Regions from separate parts of the Oryctolagus cuniculus genome. Here region 2 is linked to region 1. Evidence: chromatin contacts called from public Micro-C data. All regions are on one chromosome and are shown on one strand. The core of a region is the stretch at or near the end of the contact, and the rest is flanking DNA. Distances in the headings are between cores, read along the strand shown. Region 1 holds the start of PDK4 (pyruvate dehydrogenase kinase 4). Region 2 overlaps LOC103349467 (a long non-coding RNA gene).

What was found. A called contact is a pair of places that touch in the nucleus more often than the background predicts.
Region 2: a Micro-C map of ear pinna shows a contact between it and region 1, with 3 times the contacts expected there. The contact joins the enhancer-like site here to the promoter of PDK4 in region 1. A contact is called at or near these places in 4 of 6 Hi-C or Micro-C datasets (ear pinna, embryonic fibroblasts, psoas muscle and 1 more).

Annotation. Positions count from the first base shown.
Region 1 is chr16:40,596,473-40,599,760 of mOryCun1.1, reverse strand. PDK4 (pyruvate dehydrogenase kinase 4) reads right to left here and starts at 1,764. Exons shown (of 11, transcript XM_002713691.5): 1 at 1,456-1,764; 2 at 373-514. The coding sequence starts at 1,585.
Region 2 is chr16:40,642,666-40,645,953 of mOryCun1.1, reverse strand. The region is part of intron 2 of LOC103349467 (a long non-coding RNA gene); the gene reads right to left. Among named protein-coding and RNA genes, the nearest start is that of PDK4, 46 kb to the right of the region's middle. Within about 2 kb of position 1,838, at least 4 of the 8 cell types and tissues checked have an H3K27ac peak or open chromatin away from gene starts, as enhancers often do. A contact at or near this core is called in ear pinna, where this site is marked.

The DNA.
Region 1 (3,288 bases), core at 515-3,014:
TCACTTTGCAAGTAACCAAGATTAGACACTCTCCAAATATTTATTTAAATGTTCCTAGGCATAGGCTTTCTTTTGAGACATCAAACTCTTATGATATGAACTCTAAGGTTAGAATTGTGTGCATCAATTATTTTCAAGTTTCTTCTAGAAGCCAAAATTATATCACAAAGGAATCTACTTTTTGCGTTAAAAATGTCTGGTAAAAGCTTATAATTTCCCTATTGATAACTTACCCTAAACTACTTTTTAAAAGTTCTTTACATCTTTCAGAACTGCTCAGCGCACCTGCTTTCCAATTATGTGAATGTAGTATAAGAAGCCACACTCGAGAACTATTTTAAAACTAGAGAATTCAAAACGGGCAGCACTTACCAGCTTTTAACAAGCTGCACTGAAGAGGTATTGATTAAGCGCTCGGGGAGGATGTCAATTTCCTTCAGGATATTGGCCAGCCTCACCGGCAACTCTTGTCGCAAAAACGCAAAGGATGTTCTCTCACATGCGTTTTCGGAACCTGAAATAAATGAAATTAATGTATTTTTTGCGGAAAAAAAAGTTGATCTAAATTATGGATTGGAATGGCATTAATTATCAAACACTGATGGTGTTTATTCTCAGTGGTGGTGCTGTTTTGTGAGCCAGGTAATTCGATGACTTTCTTCTTGCATTTGTACTGGATTTATTTAGTTACTGATAGGCAGAGACGCAGAGAGGGGAAGACACCTGCCATGGGCAGAGACACTCCCCAGATGCTGGGATCGGGCGGGGACCTGGCCATCAGCGCTGCCCTGCCCAGGGGCCTGCACCGCCAGGAAGCTGGGTCCGCGGCCGGAGCCGCACATCCGCCAGGCCGTCCGCTGTGGGACTGGGGCGTGTTAAGCCGCATCGGAGGCCGTCGGTCAGGCGCGGACCGCATCGCTGGCGGCTGTTCAATGACCAGCGCAGGAGAATTCTCCCTTTCTCTCCCGAAAAGTGACGCCCGCTCTGCAGTCGGAGCAGCTGGCGATCAGATCTCAAGCTCACAGGAGAGTGCGGCGCTGGGTCCCGAGCAGGACGGACCCTTAGACATCCAAAAACCACCGGCGTTTCGCAGACGGCCAAGAGACAGGGAGTTCTGCGAGGAAGGCACAGAGGGTGCAGGGGACGAGGGGCCCAAGTCCAGCATCCGAGGCTGTGAGTCTTCTCCAAGACCCTCTGTGCCGGGAGGGAGCGAGGAGCAGAAGCTCCTGGGCCACGGCAGCAAGCGCCTGGCAGATGTGGGCAGAGAGGCGAGCAGAGCCAAGCCCGGACGGCCCGGCACCTGCAGGGCGGCCGGGGGCGCTGACCGGCAGACAGTGGCCAGAGCTGGGGAAGAGCAGGCTGGGCCGGCCTCGCGGCCCCGCTGCAAAGTGGACCTCGGTGGTCTCCGCTCCTGAAAGTTCAGGCAACTCCCCAGCCCCGGGGCCCCGCTCTTACCAAAGTCCAGCAGCTGCTTCATGGACAGCGGGGAAGGGCTGTAGCGCGAGAAGTGCTCCACCTCTCGGGGCACCAGGCTGGCGCCGCTCAGCGAGCCGGCGCTGCGCATCACGAAGCGGGCAGCCTTCATCCTGACGTCCCCCGGGGCCGGGCCGGGCCGGGCAGGGGCAGCGGCTGGGGCAGGGGCTGGGGCTGGCCGGCGGGGCGACGCTCACTGCCCTGGGTGGGGCGTGCAGGTGCACGGGGCGCGGGCGGAGCTGCAGGGTCAGCGGCCGCGGCGGCTGCACACTCGGACTCCCGTCTCTCCCCGCCCGCTGCCCGCTGCGGTTTTTATTCGTCTCCCCTGCGCTCTCCCCCCACTCGCGGGGACCTGGAGAGGCGTCCTCAACTCCGGCCACGCCCGTGAGAGAGAACTTCGGGCTCCGCCCCCTGGCCGCGGTAGGCGCCCAGCGGCCCCGCGCGGTGACCACGTCTGGCCTGGCGCCGGTGCCCGGAGCTGCGAGGCGAGGGGCAGGGGGTGGGCAGCAGGCCGCGGAGGGGGGAGCGGGGCGTCGGGGGCCCCACGTCAGCCCCGGAGGAGGACGGGGCCCGTCCCGACTCGTCCTTGTTTACAGGCCCGAAGCCGTCTCAATGTCACGCGTTGCCGGCCAGAAACTGTTTCCAAGAGCCGGGGCTGCGAGGACTCATTGGTTCTCGCTCAGAGCGGGGTTTTTACAGTAGCCAATCAGCTGCGGGCAGAAGTGAGGCCGGCCCCGCCATTGGTCAGCGGGAGGAACAAACAGGCTAAAGTGTTCTCCCCGCCCTTCTCGGGCAAGCAGGAGCGAACGCGGGAACTGGAAGTTCCCTCGGCGGAGACTTGAGGAACGGCGGGAATTCACTGACGTTCTTTTGCGCTGGAGAAAGGCCATGAATTTGTTCTCTCCTCTAACGCCTTCCATTAGTGCTAAACTGTGTTTCTTAACGAGAATAAAAAGGGAGTCTGTTTGTCAGTTTGACGCGACCTCGCTTTCTCCCGTCAGAGCAGGATCAGTTCCCTCGCTCCCCTTGTGTGACTGCCATTCCTCCCAGTCTTTCCCGAAAACTGTCCCATCATCAGACGTCTTGGACACATCGTAAGCTCCCAGAGCCTCCCTTACTGCCCCCCCCCCCCTGTCTCCAAATATGGCCTTTGTCCCTCATGGAATCGTGTTATTTACATTCTTAATTAATCCCAGTTTGATTCCCCCTCTCCGGAAGATCTGGGTGGGGAACAGGGTCTCCTGCAGCTTTGAGATTCCTACCCTGCTTTGTCATTTGCTAGATTAATGACAATGGTTGAAACACATTACCCTATCATCAAAGTCTGACCCTACCCTCCTCCTCCTCTCCCTGTTCTTGAAAGCAAGAAGATGAAGCCTGATGTTTTGGGAAAGCTGGATGGAGAGAGTGCTTACACGTGGGATGGAAGGGGAGCTAAGGGGTGTTAATTACGGGGTGGTTTGTTACAAAAGAGCCCTTTGGCCTGGGCCCCTGCACGTGCAAACTGAATGGGGAACTCAGCGTGACAGGTGACTGTAGGCTCCATGGCGGCTCTTTGCCCTGTTTCCCTGAGACATCTCTCTCGGTCACAGGAGTGATTTCTAAATTCCATTGTTCCAAATTCTAATGCAAACTCCTCCATGAGAGCCACACTCCTGTCTTGAGCTTTCCATTTGACTTCTTTGCTTGGATGTCTAATAACCATCAGCTTTGTTCTTCCCGTATCCACCACCATTACCATATAAGCCAGTCTTTGCAAAATCATCAGTTACTTGGATGGCTCGCACGAAGATACAATATTATAGTTTTCCTGCT
Region 2 (3,288 bases), core at 589-3,088, 46 kb before region 1:
GCTGTTCCCTGCAGCTGAGCCTAGACTCAGCCTTGGACGACTCCTCAATGTGGTGTCTAGGCTGCCAACCTCCCATTGCTTGGTTGTGATAAGTGAGGTGAAATAAGTCTGTTACCCACACTGACTCATGGTCATGCATTACAAAAATAAAAAGCTAGGAGAAATTAAAAGACATGTGATGGGGGCTGGCACTGTGGCGCAGTGGGTTAATGTCCTGGCCTGAAGCACTGGCATCCCATATGGGCACTGGTTCAAGTCCCAGCTGCTCCACTTCCAATCCAGCTCTCTGCTATGACCCAGGAAGCAGTGGAGGATGGCCCAAGTCCTTGGGCCCCTGCACTCACGTGGGAGACCCAGAAGAATCTCTGGCTCCTGGCTTCGGATAGGCGCAGCTCTGGCCCTTGTGGTCAATTGGGGAGTGAACCAGTGGATGAAGGCCTCTCTGTCTCTCTCTCTGCCTCTCTTCTGTATGTGTAACTCTGACTTTCAAATAAAAATAAATCTTTAAAAAAAAAAGACAGGTGATGATCACTGGCAAGGAATTTTTTTGTGTATTTGTCTTGGTTTTGATCAGGAGAAGCATATAATGTTGACATTTATTCAACAAATATTTGTTGAGTTGGACCATGTACCTGCTGGGGATTCAGAGGTGAAAAACAGCAGTGAAATCCTAGCCTTCCTGGAGCATTGAATTCAGGAATTCTTACCCTGAGCTACACATTAGGCCACCTGGATGCTGGCTGCTGTAAAAAATATCAGTAGCTATTTCCCACTTCCCCCATTAAAAGCTTCTGGCTTCAAACTGGCCCAGCCCTGGCTGCGGCAACCATCTGGGGAGTAAGGCAGTGGATGGAAGATTCCCTCTGTCTCTCCCTCTCTCTCTCTGCCTCTCAAATAAAATAAACAAAAACTTAAAAAAATTCTCTCTCATATTAAAAATTTTTTATTATTGAGGAATTTTTTTGTAAATGTGTACAGTCTAAAGTCTGTGGTCATGTACAGTAATGAACTTGAGCTTCACTTTCACTCACCTTCCACCTCTCACCTAGAGTAACTTCTAGTCCTGCAAGTTGTGTTCATCCAAAGCACCCTTGGGAAGACTGTATGCTCAGTGATGACAGGGAAAAGACCATCTTAAGAACTCTGTGTCAGGAGTGGTTAGACAGAGAGGGGGCTGGATCAGAAGATGGAGAAAGTTCTACAGTAGGGCCTGTCTTTATGGACCTGATTCAATAGAACAGGTCTGCAATGAGGATCTCTATGGGTCTGTCCGCAAGGTACTCTACACAATTGTGGCTGCAAGTTGCTGTTGGACACCAAGACAGGTGGACCTAGGTTACTTGTCCAGAGGGCATGGGGCTTACTGTCATGCTTTTGTATTTACTGGAAACCCCAGGAGACCCCTCCGGGCTTCTCAGGCCAGACTGACTAATGCCTCCTCCTGCTAAGATTTCAGTTTCCTGACAAGGGAGTGAGAGGAGTGAGAGGAACAGGGAGTGAGTCAGTGCCTCCACGCTGGCAGCACTAGCACTGGTGTTAATCTGTGTTATCTTAGCTCGCACGGGGTGAGCAATCATGCCTGGCCAGACAATCTCACAGGAGGTGGAGGGGAACAGGTACAAGTTTCCAAAGGAGGCTTTTGTTACCAAAATAGGTGATTAGTTGGAGTCCATTCTATATTTGCTCCTTGTAACTGAATATTTTTTGGAAACACCAGCAAAGTGCCCAGCCTGGCCCCGGGGACTCATCCAACTTCTGAAGACTTGCACAGCAGGTCTGATGCCACAGACTTCCTCCCGACACTCCAGCAAGGCAATGTGAGACACAGAGTGACACAGCCAGGCCCTGCCTACTGCGCTGCACACACAAACATGTTTTTGAAGTCTTTGTACACTGAGAGGGAACACTCTGTTCTCTTTGGGAGGGTGCCAGAAACTTATGATGGAGTGTGGTCAATGCCAAGAACAGACACCAAGGCCTCTCTCGGAAGGAGACACTGTGTGCTGCTGAGTTGCCATTGCTTCTTCCTTTATTATAGATTCCCAGACCAAGCCTACAGACTTCTGCCTTGCACTGCTCAAGCCCTTGATTAGTTTTAAACTCATTGTCTGAGGCCACTCTTTGGACAACTGTAAGGTTGCTTTTTGAGTCAAATGCAAATATGTTCATCTACCTTCATTTGTTTTGCATCTCAGAGAACAAAAGTCAACATTTCCTACTTCAGATAGGTACAGTTTAAGTTGCTGACATCCCCCATTAACCTCTGTTCTAGTTGACTCTTATCGTAGAGGCCCTGGATGTCTCTCCATCTCTTTCCACACAGTCTTCTGAAATCTTGTGTCTCTGCCATGCCCAGGTCTAACACCAAGTATTTACTAACATTTCTTAAAATTAGTTTTCTGCATAACTTTCATGTATGCTTTGAGTATAACTCCTGGTTTCAAAGCTGTTTGAACAATTCTTCAAGTTTCCAAGACTCAGTTGCTCTTTTGGTTGATGAAATTGCCATTAAGATGCCTTCATATGGTGTTGACTACCTCAAATGTGGGCATCCATCCCTTCTTTTTTTAAAGTCCATAAAAAAAGTAACCAACCAGGTTTTATGTGACTGAAGTTTGGGAATCAATGTAATTGAGAGATGATACAAGTCATAAAAATCTTTTTGTTTAGTAGGTAAGTAAAAATAGAAAAGCCCAGAGGACAATGGTCTTTGTGAACATTAAAGATTATGCATGGACTCTGGCCTCAGAATCAGCCCTTAAGGCATTTGGATCTTGCTGAAGAGCCCATGAGAGTATTTTAGGCATGGAAAGCCAAGACACTCTGGAAAGAAAAAGACCTAAATGAAAGATCTCTGTGAGTGAGATCCCAGTGGAAAGAACGGGGCCATCAAAGAAGGAGGTACGTTTCTCTGAAGGGAGGAGAGAACTTCCACTTTGACTATGACCCTGTCGGAATAAGATCGAAGTCTGCAAACCCAAAAGGCTTCCATAGTCTTGGCAACTCATGACTAGAGCCTAGGGAGATTACTGACGCCATAAACAAGAGTGTCAAATTATTAAGTCAACAACAGGAGTCACTGTGTACTTACTTCTCTTTGGGATCTGTCCTTAATGTGTTGTCCAATGTGAAGTAATGCTATAACTAGTACTGAAACAGTATTTTACACTTTGTGTTTCTATGTGGGTGCAAACTGATGAAATCTTTACTTAATATATACTAAATCAGTCTTCTGTATATGAAGATAATTGAAAATGAATCTTGATGTGAATGGAATGGGAGAGGGAG